2 separate regions of the Zea mays genome follow, and region 1 is linked to region 2. Evidence: chromatin contacts called from public Hi-C data. All regions are on one chromosome and are shown on one strand. Each heading gives the region's core, a stretch centred on a gene start, on an enhancer-like site or on the middle of the called end of the contact. The rest is flanking DNA. Distances are from core to core; before and after follow the strand shown. Region 1 holds the start of LOC542248 (alpha tubulin 5). Region 2 has its middle 41 kb from the start of LOC100275035.

Region 1 (6,049 bases), core at 2,544-5,043, 78 kb after region 2:
TCCCGGCGCTACGAGCCTACGACCACCAAACCGGCAAAACCTCCCTTATTAATATCCGCGCGCCCGGGCCCAGCTCCGATGGCGGCAGCTCTCTCTTCCACGCCGCGCCAAGTGGACCAGAGGGCTAACTAAAGGCAGCGAGCTCGCCCGTGACGTGCGCCGTTCGTCGAGTTCCGTTTCGAGCAGGGACACGACACGAGACGCCATGGTGAAGCTGCAGCCGCGCGGAGGCCGGCGATGCGTGCGCTGCGTGCGTGCTCCTTTTCCCTCATAAAGAGCAACCGCCCCGGTGCACGGCGGGAACCAGAAGCGGCCAGAACGGCACGGTCGCATCACGGGCACTGCATTGCGCGTACCGCCGGAACGTAACAGCGCCGCCCATCACGTACCATCACCCCACCCGTGCGCCGCATCCCCGTCTCCGGTCCGGCGAGTCGCTGGAAACGGACGGGAAGTTCGGTAAGCAGCAGGAGTACGTGACAGGATTTAGCATGTGGCGTATGCCAACTGCCAAAACTCGCACCGGACGTTTGCAAAAGTCAAGTAGCTTGACAAACGAGCTACGGCCGCTCGCCACGGAAGCTGTGCGACGAGACTGACGACTGACAAGATATACTAGCTAGCTAGCTAGCTAGGCCACGAGTAGCTGCATTTCACATTGATGCCGGTTTCCGTAGCGCATCCGGTTGAGAAATTGATTCCGGGAAAAAAATATGCACAGAACATCACCTCTTGTTGATGAACCACACACTCCATTAATTGTGATTTTTTTTTAAAAAAAACACCTGGACTCCAAATATTTTGAATCCACTCCTGGTGTCCGTAACCAAACAACGGCCCCTAGTGGGCGAGCGTCTTCCTACTCTCAATCTAGCGGCAAACACTCCTTCCCCTACAATGTTGTCCCCTACCCTTCCCTGCACGCCACGGGTGACCGTCTCTCTCCCCTCATATTTGAGGGACCGCTATATTCAGCCGTCACTGTGCGTCGTCCTCTCCATCACCACGCCTCTGAGGCCGAGCACTATGCGTCATCTTCCCCACCGGTCGGTTCCGACGCCCGGCACTAGGAGTCTTTCTCGTCGCCGCTCGCCTCCGGTGCCCAGTGCTGCACGTCGACCTATCCACGACTCGCCACCGACGTCGAACATTTGGAGTCGCCCACCGTGTCGGTCTCCTCCGACATCCAGTTATGCGCGTCGTACTCCCCGTCGCTCCCGTCCGATGTCGACGAGTTCTTGTTCTTCCGACTCGTGCAGGAAGCTCCCAACCAATCTTTTTAAGCATGTTCCTTGTTCCATATATAGTTTTGATTGTAGCAATACAAACTAGGAATGACATCGGACGGGTAAGACACTGATATATGGTTCGTGAACCCATACCCACGAGACAAAACTTAATCCATACCCATATCCGTATATGTTTGTGGGTATGGATCTGTACCCATACCCATACCCATCGGGTATCCGCTGTACCCATTACCCGTCTGCCCACTATAATTTTGTATTCAACACCAAACAATAATTTTATCATATTTCAAAAGTTTTATCATTTAAGCAGCATCAAATGTTAATTTTAGCACCAAACAACTTGTCATGGATGAAAAAATTGAAAAAATGGAAATTTAGGATAATGTATTAAATTAAGATGGTCCACATGTCAGATACCTATCGGATAATGGGTATGAATACTGGATATCCATACCCGCGAAACATATTATCAGCGAGTACTTTATTATATCCATACTCGCAAATTTCATTATACTCATACCCAGTGGATAATTATCCGCGGTTATTTATCCATACTCGTACCCATTACCATCTCTAATCCAAACTGTACCTAATGTATATTGTGTAGAATCTGCCATATACTGGTTACGTGATAATAGTTGTTGATATGCTATTTAGTTTGTTCGGATAATCGGTTAATATTTTACGAGTTAGTTTGTCATCGTTATTCACGTACCACAATAGTACAACAATAAAACAGTGAAACTATATAATTAAAAATAAAGTTAAGAAGGAACGGATGGTGGTTGAATTAGTTGAAGGAAATGTATATTTTATTGGTATGATGAGGTTTAGAGAGATATTCTAGGGGGAATCGCCACAAAGGTTAGGGGGGAGAGAGGGTAATAACATGGCACACCAGTTGGATATAGAGGGTAAAATTTAGAGAGGAGTGCTGAAGGTAGTCTGAGACGGTCACGCTGGCGTCCACATGAAAAGAATATTCTATCATTGTCAGCAATATTTTTACTTTATCTTATAATTCTACACGACCATATTTATTTTATATCTCAACTTTACTTCAACTATCACATATTATTATTTTCAATTCTTTTTAATTCACCAATCACATATACATGCCCATGCACATGCTGCCCTAAGTGAGATAGAGTATGTTTGGTTCGTTGCCCAACTTACCATATTTTGCCTAATTTTTTCTAACTAAGGTTTTTCAATTCAGACGACTAACCTTAGTTAAAGTGTGACATAGTTAGCCACGAACCAGACATGCCTTAAGTGCAACGCACTCGTAAATAGCGTTTTTGTGACTACCTCTATTTTACGGTAGCTTAGATAATCTCCAACAGCTTACTTATACTTATACCCATATTTAAACTACAGTCTACAGACAACACAATCTAGAATACAAAATAATGCAAAAGATGTTTTTGGTGACTATATGGATGAACTAATGTACTTTGCACCTATATAGTCAATAAAAATACCGTTTTGCATTATTTTACATTGTATATTGTACTGTGTTTATAAAATGTATTTTTGACGACCATATGGTGAACTCGGTGCAGCTTTTTTATGCTGTATCGTGTACTCCAAATCGATAGAGTACTACTATTTCATGAGGTGCGACGGACAGCCTGACCCAGCTCACCTGAGTGGCTGGCACCCCACGTGCCGGCGCTGGCCTGACACCTTGGCGCATCGCATGGTCCATGGCGGCGCCCACCCGGCCAGCCTATATCCTACACCCGGTCTGGATGCATCCAAGCCGAAGAGGGCCCAGGCCGGCAATGCACACACCACTATCCACGGATGGAGTGTGAAAAATAGGATGCTAAACCGTAGTTTATTATTAAAAAAAGTTTAAAATAAGTGTGAGATAGGCTTAAAATAGGAGATCTAAGGACCGCGTAAAAAATTGTCGCAACACTTGTCCTGTCAGTTAGCCGGATTAGACCCGCCGTGTCAGCTATGGTGACCTACTGACGACTGCTATAGACACCAAGGCACTGTGATTAGCTACCATCAGCCTATCTTATCATTTGTTATTTGTACATATGAGGCTGAATACATACCACGACTCTAAACCATCCATTTGGTTATGATCTTTTTTTTAAGAAAGTGCATATAGTTTTTTGACCAAGAAAATAAGCATGTAATTATGACTACCAATTGGTCGTTTTAGATTAAAGGCGATTGTTTGTATTGCTGTAGTTGTAATTTATAGAGACAAAAAACAATGTAAAAACAATAAAATCCAGTACAAACATTGCAATGGTCCACCTAGCATTCTTAATTCTTTGATCCTTTCATACCGCGTTCACGTTAACGGACGGCAGCAGCGGGCGGGCCGGCCGGCCGGCTCACGTGAACAACGCCCACGAAACAGCGCTGGCTGTTGCAAAAGCAACCGTTTCCAGTTTCCTCGCCAGTGCACCCCCCCTCCCCTGGCTCCCTCTCTCCTCCGCCCCCTTTTTTATCGCCCGATCTCACACATTTTGGAAGGAGAGAGAGAGAGAGACAGAGGGAGAGATTGGAGGGAGGCCCCTGCCCAAGGCAAGAGAAACCGCGGCGCGCGGAGAGGGAGGAAGGGCAGACGCAGACGGGCGAACAAGATGAGGGAGATCATCAGCATCCACATCGGCCAGGCCGGGATCCAGGTCGGCAACGCCTGCTGGGAGCTCTACTGCCTCGAGCACGGCATCGAGCACGATGGCACCATGCCCAGGTGAGTGCTGCATCCCTGTCGATCCGCCCGACGCGCTCCTCCTGTTTACCCATTTTTTGCAGCTTAAAGCTGTTGCGCGTTCTATGGAGCCGGCGCCTCAAAATTCTGGCGTGCTCATGCGTCGCATTTCCTAGATTCGCTGCGTTGTTTTCTTCCAATTAGTCGGAGCAAATGACGGGACGTGTAGGTGTAGTGATGGTACTTCCATATCCGTTTCGTATTTTTGGTTCGTCTGTTCCTTTCCGTTGCACTCGCAGTTTGGTCCTTTGCGACTGGATTTGTTTGTTGGGTGGGATGTGTTGTTGTTGTCTGTTGGGTTTTGGTGCATTTTGCCGGTTGTTGAGAGATTGCATGAGCCGGACCAGATGCAACGTTTCCTAATTAAGAGTTTGCGTTAGCGTTTTTTTTGACTATTAATACTAGGCCTGTTAATTAGGCAGGCGCCACAGAAGGATGCGTTGAGGTCGTGTAGAGGAGCTCACGTTAATTCTTGTGTGCTTGGGGACAGATAGGGTTTCCAACTCTGTATGTAAGGCGCAAGATCTGAAGAATTGAATCTGCAGGGATGTCATCTAAATAAATAATTTAACTGGGATGTTCTGATGAGTGTCAGACCATGGATCTCCCTGGATTCACGAGTTTCATCTGACCCTCTGTTAAAAGTAGCACCCTTCTCTGTTTGCCTGATCTTGTAGTACCATAGAAAATTGCCCTAATGCTGCTCCGCCTGATAATAGAAAAAATCCTGTTTAGGACCCCAAGGAGGCAGGTTTCATAGGCTATAAATTCTCTTTAAGCGCATATGCCAATGGTTCGTGCCTTATTGGAGTTCCATGCTATCTATTTTTTATAACACTGGTTTGATTGTGATGCAGTGATTCCTCGGTTGGCGTCGCACATGATGCCTTCAACACGTTCTTCAGCGAGACTGGTTCCGGCAAGCATGTGCCCAGGGCCATCTTCGTCGACCTTGAGCCCACTGTCATCGACGAGGTTCGCACTGGCTCGTACCGCCAGCTCTTCCACCCAGAGCAGCTCATCTCGGGGAAGGAGGACGCAGCTAACAACTTTGCCCGTGGCCACTACACGGGTAATTCACCTTGTGTCTGAATAGATAATAGGAGTGGGTCCTATGCTTCTGCAACTGTGGAAATGTTCAATTCTAATTATGGTGCAATGCAGTTGGGAAGGAGATTGTCGATCTATGCCTGGACCGTGTGCGCAAGCTTGCAGACAACTGCACTGGGCTGCAGGGATTCTTGGTGTTCAATGCTGTTGGTGGTGGTACTGGCTCTGGACTTGGTTCACTGCTGTTGGAGCGCCTTTCAGTTGATTATGGCAAGAAGTCTAAGCTTGGTTTCACCATTTATCCTTCCCCACAGGTATGACCTTATGACAGAACCTTACATTAGCAACCTAGTTTCTGTGGATGTCACACAAAAATGTATTCATATAATTATTCTTTCCAAAAGGAGTTTGGCTTAAGTATATGAGAATTGTAAAACATACATGAAGTATTAGGTCGGCAATTTATATTTATACACCCAACATGAAATTGTTTTATATGTAAATTAATCTACGGATTATGCAATTTGGTGGCACTGTCCTTGCCTTCTAAATTACAGACAGACACTGATTATTGGATCAGCCTAGCATTATTTAAATCATGTGTGGACAAAACAAGCAACTGTTGTGAACTTATGGTTAGTGAGGACCTTCTTGTATATTGTTTAGACCATGGTTAGTACAGCTGTCACAGTCTTACAGCTGTCACAGTCTTCAGGTCTTCTTTATGAGTGTCTTTAAATCATGCATTGCATATGTGCCAGCATTATCCTATAGTGCTGCTCCTTCCTGTCCATGTGATGTGGTCCATTCAGCTTGTTCATGTGAGTAGGTTTTCTGCATCTTAGCTGTTGTGGGGAAAGTGGGTAGAGATGTTCGATGAATTTGGATCTGATCCATCATTTAACTTTTCATGTAACGCCACTCTGGAATGCAGGTGTCAACAGCTGTTGTAGAGCCATACAACAGTGTCCTCTCGACCCACTCCTTGCTCGAGCACACTGATGTT
Region 2 (6,149 bases), core at 3,579-6,078:
CAGTCCCTGGCGCTGAAGCTTTTTTCGGCGGCATGACGAAGGTCAGTGCTTGCCGAAGGTGGTCGAAAAGGGTTCACCGGAGGTGGGCACCAATGTTGGGGACTTGTTCTCAAATGCTATAAATTGAGAACAAGACAACACAAAAAACAGGTTACTTGTTAATGCCCTTCGCCCTTCAGAACATTATTTCCTTAAGAATATAATGATCTTCGGACGAAAGTCATGAAGAACATAACTTCATCATTTCAATATATATATATATATATATATATATATATATATATATATATATATATATATATATATATATATACGGCGGCACTAAAATGCACCCACCTGCAATAACACCCTGAGCACGTCCTCGGCCCTCCTGTACGCGCGCCTCCCTGCCCCCCGCCGCCGCGTGCCTCCGTGTCCCCGCGCCACCCTCTACCCCACCGCCGCCGAGCGCCACCCTCTCCCCCACCGCCGCCGAGCGCCTCCCTGTCCCCGCGCCGCCGAGCGCCTCCCTGTCCCCATGCCGCCGCGCGCCTCTCTGTCAGCGCGCCTCCCTGTCCCCCGCATTAGGTGTGATTGCAACTGCTGTATAATTCTACCCAAATATCTGTTAAAAAATGTAAACAAAATGATTGCAACTGCTGATATGTTGTAATTGCAACTGCTGGTGTGGTGTGATTGCAACTTCTATATAACTATGTCCGAAAATCTGTTAAACAAACAATAATTGCAACTGCTGGTCTGGTGTAATTGCAACTGCTAGTCTGGTGCGATTGCAACTTCTATATAACTATGTCCAAAAATCTGTTAAACAAACAATGATTGCAACAGCTGGTCTGGTGTAATTGCAACTGCTAGTCTGGTGCGATTGCAACTTCTATATAACTATGTCCAAAAATCTGTTAAACAAACAATGATTGCAACTGCTGTCTGGTGTAATTGCAACTGCTGGTCTGGTGTGATTGCAACTTCTATATAACTATGTCCAAAAATCTGTTAAAACAAACAATGATTGCAACTGCTGTCTGGTGTGATTGCAACTGCTGTCTGGTGTAATTGCAACTGCTGGTCTGGTGTGATTGCAACTTATGTGAAGAGGTTGAGCCGTTCGCGGAGAAAGAGGGGCGTGGGCGGGAAAGTGAAAAGGTTCTGTCGGGAGCGTGCGGGAGGGACGAAGACGGCCTAGGTGGGACGGTTGGCTCGGACCTGGCGCGTAGGTTCGGCCTGGGTGCATTCTCTATATTGAATGCACCCAGGTGTAATATATAAAGACAGTATATATATATACATGCCAAGGGCGAATGAGACATGTAAAACATAAGGGATAATGTAAACAAACGTATAACATTATCATACACATTTCTTATTATATAATCATAAATAAATGATGACAATATTGAATTACATTCGTACCTTCAGCTTGACAGAGAATGAAAGTACAAGCGTGACGCAAAAATGAGTACAAGTCCGCATGAACAGTACGGGGTACTGTTCATCTATTTATAGACACAGGACACAACCTATGGGAAATTATAATTATGCCCTTTACATTTACTATTGGCTTATAAAAAATCTATGAGGACTGAACAAACTTTTCCCTTTTAAGTCGGTTCCCTTTTCTGCGATTTAGCCGAAGCTCCCTTCCGCACAGCTTCGGAGCGACGACAACCTTCGTCACGATCAAGCTCCTTATCGTGTATGCTTTTATCATAAATCCGAAGATATCTGTCCATAAACCATACTTGAAAAACATTGTTAAGTTATATTGTTGAGGACCTTCGGAGGACGAAGGCCCCCAACAGTTGCCTTTGTGGGAAGCCAAAAAAATGGGGAAAGAAATAGCAGTCTCTTGGAGGCGAGAATGATGGAGTTTGGAAGCTAAAAACGCTATTGGCATTGATATGCGGCACCTCTTAGAATTACTCTTAGAGAACAAAAAAAATTGAGCTTCAATCGTTAAACACTAAATCATGTATTTCAGGAAATAAATTACATTATTAGAAAAGAAAAGTTAAAAATAATGTAGAAAACAAGAACAAGACACTAATTTAGGTGTAGTATATTTTAGTAACTCCATGATCTGCTATTAGACGAGCTGCTAGACCGTCTACTTTATTAATTTGTCCAAAAAGTTCACTATTGAAGTCTTATGTCCGATCAACTCCTTGGCACGAGACGCGGGCGCAGCGGCTTCTTCATGACGGTGGTGAACTCGCGCTTCTCGTCGAACTCCACCTCGTGGCCGGGCGCTTCTTTCCACTCGAACTCCCTCACCATGCTGGCCACGAAGTACTCGAGGTGCAGCATGGCGATAGACATTCCGGCGCAGATCCTCCGCCCCACGCCGAACGGCATCATCCTAATCCCCTTGATTCCCGTCAAGTCCACCTCCGCGCCGTCGCCGCCCTCCAGGAACCGTTCCGGGACGAACTCCATCGGCCTCTCCCACTCCTGCTCGTCCCGTCCCATCACTGCCACCATGAAGTTCACCGTCGCGTCCTTGGGGATCAGGTAACCGCCGACGTCCATGTCCTCCGCAGCCTTGTGCGGCAGCACGAAGTGGCCCGGCGGGTGCTTGCGCAGTCCCTCCAGGATCACCGCCTTAAGGTATGGCATATTGGCATCCCGTGCACGGCCTCCTCCGAGACCGCCTCGGCGTCGCCATCGCCGCATGTAGCCTTGATCTCCGCGTAGAGCCGATCTTGGACGGCCGGGTTCTTTACCAGCTCGGCCATGATCCACTGCAGGCCCGTGGAGGTGGTGTCGGTGCCGGCGGTGAAGAACTCGGAGCAGAGCCTGACGATCTCGTCGTCGGTGAGCGGGCGGTGGCCCTCCTCGTCGGGGAGCGTAATGTCGAGCAGGGTGTCCACGTACGAGTGCTGGAACGTGGTCTCCCTCTCCGGCGCCTGGCCGTCCTTGGCGAGCCGCTTGTACTCGCGCCGAGCGTTGATCAGCGGCACGAAGAGCTCCGTCTGGCGCCGGTGCAGGGCGCGCGCGGTCTGCAGGCGGCCGCGGAAGACGTGCCTGGTGACGGACGGGAAGAAGAAGAAGACGCTCATCTGCTGGGAGATGTAGAGCAGCCATTTACGCTCGGCGTCCTGGATGGCGCGCACCGCGGGCTCGTCGAGCCGCTCGCCGAAGCACATGATCACGAGGAGGCAGAACATGGTGTACCGGAACGCCTCCATGACGTCGCGCGGCTCGTCGTCCCCGGCGGCACCACCCGCCCGCAGCTTGTCCATGAGGACGCCGCGCACCCAGGCGCGCGCGGGCGCGAACAGCCTGACGCGCGACGGGTGCAGCGTCTCGGCGACGAGGTTGCGGCGCAGGAGGCGCCACACGGGCCCGTAGTCGGTGCGGGTGATGATGTTGTCGCTGACGCCCAGGAGCGAGCTCGTGGCGGCCTGCGGCCTGTTCGCCATCGTGACGGCGCCGGCGCCCAGGAGCGCGGCGTGCGCGAGGCGGCGATCGGCCACGAAGATGGTCAGTTGGGAGCCCATCCGGAGCGTGACGACGGGGCCGTACCGCTTGAAGAGCTTCAGCAGGAGGGGCTCCACTTGCACCGCAGAGTTCCTCAGCCACAGCAGGTTGCCGAATAGCGGCACGGCCGGAGGACCTGGCGGCAGGCGGCGGTTCTTGGCGTGGAGGCGCAGGACGAGGAGTGAAAGCAGGAGGGCGCCGGAGAGGAGGAGCCAGCTGGTCTCCATGGTGTTTTTGCGACGAAACTGTGTTGTGTTGTGTTGTGTGAGAAGATTAGACGAACGGGATTCCGGTTTTATTATAGTGGGGTTTTGTACGTAAGTTCTGGCTCGTACAGCATGATTTCTCGTGCTGTGTAAGATCAGAAGATAGACAAGCGTGGCCGGATGCAAGTACACACGGCGGCGCGGACGCGCTTGGAAAGCGGTGGGCCAGAGATACGAGCGCACAGCGCACCTGTGCAACGGCGGCAAGGCGCCAAGGCATCAGCGCGATGCGCGACGCGGCGAGGCCCACCCCAAGGGCAGCATGGCCGCCGGCGACGGCAAGGTTCGAGCGTGCGCGGTCCGCGGTCGTCCACCCGGCTGGCAAAGCATCAGTTAGTTTTCCTTTCTTTTCTATTTTGCCCCTTTTTCCCACAACAATGAACAACATTTTCTTATAAATAAAACTGACGAGTAGTTTCATGATTATCCTATTTCAATATTTGATTACTAGGACAACACAAAATATACCATAGAAAAACTTTACTACTGGAGCAATTGATATACTAAATATTTGTAATTGCCCCGGCAACCAAAGATATACCACTGAATAATGAACTTTCTACCTAGAACAAGCTACTATTTACTATTGGGCTGCAAAATAACAACTCCCAGTTGGGACAACAGCCAACATACTGGCGTTTGTAGAAAAGATAGTGATTAGATTACTATACATTCATTTAACCTCGAAATAAGCTGCTGAGATTCAGACCATTGTTTACGCACCCATGTAACTGAAAAGATAGTAGCGAGTACCTTGAGAACATTGTCATCATATTCCATCACCATTGATACAGCAATTCTACTGCAAAGCAAATATAAATATTTGATTTGACTGGGAAAAAAACAAGAAGGATGCAGCTAAGTCCAGCAGGGCAACAGTGAAAACAACTAATATGATCCAACCGTTCGTACCTAAGACTCAGAGCATGGTTACGAATCATCAAAATTGTCATAAACGAGTAGCCATGGAAAAAGCCTCTGCACCTGATGCATTCAAAATTTCAAATGAAATGGTCAATATCACACCGGAGAGGAGAGAGAAGAAAGGAAAAGAACACAGGCAAGAGAAGCAGACAGAGGTATGGATATTTGGTTTCTGTTCTTCGATACCTTCTTCAGCGCAGATATTTGCCTCTTATACGTGTGGCTGACCCGCCCACGAATACACGGCCACAATACGGCCCAATACCAGAGATTAACAAAGTCTAACAATTGAGATTACAAGGCCAAATCCGGCCCAACAGGATCCACTAAAACCAAACCTTGTCCGCATACCTCTCCTACCGCCAACTCAGTCATCCGCGACGGTGTTTGCCTGATCCTGATGCAGCACCGATGTGACATGTAACAGGTGACATGAATGAAGCACTAGTAAAAAAAAAATCTTCACTAACTTGTTCATGACAGCATCGAAGTCCTGCACAGAAATTGAAGAGCGTCCCAAATATGTACTACAGCCAAAAATTCTGCGCGCTGGTATTTCTTGAAGGATGCTTCTTGATGGTAACCTGGATTGTTCAAAAGATAATAAAGGAATATATTAAATTTGTATAAAATGTAGTTTCCAAAAAAAGTAAACATTCAAAAGAATACAGGAACAGTAGTATGGAGTCACAAAGTTCTGTATATGCTCATGCGAAACCACGCCGTCACCTGCAAAAAGGGGAAGGAGTAACCTGGTATTAAGCGTTAGCTTGGGAACCTTATTTTCACAAGGATTTTAATTTTACCAAGTGAAATTAGTTTATTTTTCTCTTGAGAAAATAAGAATCCATTAGAAAACGGTGTTTTTAAACTAGCTCTAAACATTTCCTCTAGTACGTCCAAAGTACAGGATGACTATTTTTTCTGCTTCACTCGCAATTGTCATCGCCCAACCTTGAAGTTGAATAGGAGTCTGAAGAACATGGCCTGACCTGAAAAAGGACAGATAAGAAAAAGAATGATGGGGCGTTGAACAGACAAGAACAAGAATGATGAAGGGGTGGCCCTCTGAATTTCACTTGACATGCATTAGCTTAGCCATGTTAAATTAACACTGGAACGCAGATATTGGGAAGAATATATAAAATCAGCCGCTATATATAAAATCCCCCTTTCCACCCGTTGAAGTCGGCCACCCAGCCGCTATATATAAAATCATCCGCTATATATAAAATCCCTCCATCGCCATAAATAAAATCCCTTCCATCACCTTATATAAACTATGTTTTTGTTAAGATCTGCTGACTAGTTGCCATCCTATTGTACATCTCTAGGCTGGACTTTGCGGCATTCTCATTGCTGACTAGTTGCCATCCGTTGTTTTGTTAAGGGGTGTTTGATTTAGGGACCAAAGTTTAGTACGTGTCACACAGGATGTCGGCGTTTCGGACCCGGGAGGTCCCTGGACCGACGAGTAAATTT

The links. A called contact is a pair of places that touch in the nucleus more often than the background predicts.
Region 1: a contact with region 2 is called in a Hi-C map of leaf mesophyll, with 2.1 times the contacts expected there. The contact joins the promoter of LOC542248 here to the enhancer-like site in region 2. A contact is called at or near these places in 9 of 25 Hi-C or Micro-C datasets (bundle sheath, ear, leaf and 2 more).

Annotation. Positions count from the first base shown.
Region 1 is chr2:213,468,698-213,474,746 of Zm-B73-REFERENCE-NAM-5.0, forward strand. It overlaps LOC542248 (alpha tubulin 5), which reads left to right and starts at 3,794. Exons shown (of 5, transcript NM_001111854.1): 1 at 3,794-3,975; 2 at 4,851-5,065; 3 at 5,158-5,357; 4 at 5,978-6,049. The coding sequence starts at 3,863.
Region 2 is chr2:213,389,758-213,395,906 of Zm-B73-REFERENCE-NAM-5.0, forward strand. It overlaps the pseudogene LOC103647768. Among protein-coding and RNA genes, the nearest start is that of LOC100275035, 41 kb to the right of the region's middle. Within about 2 kb of position 4,829, at least 5 of the 20 cell types and tissues checked have an H3K27ac peak or open chromatin away from gene starts, as enhancers often do. A contact at or near this core is called in leaf mesophyll, where this site is marked.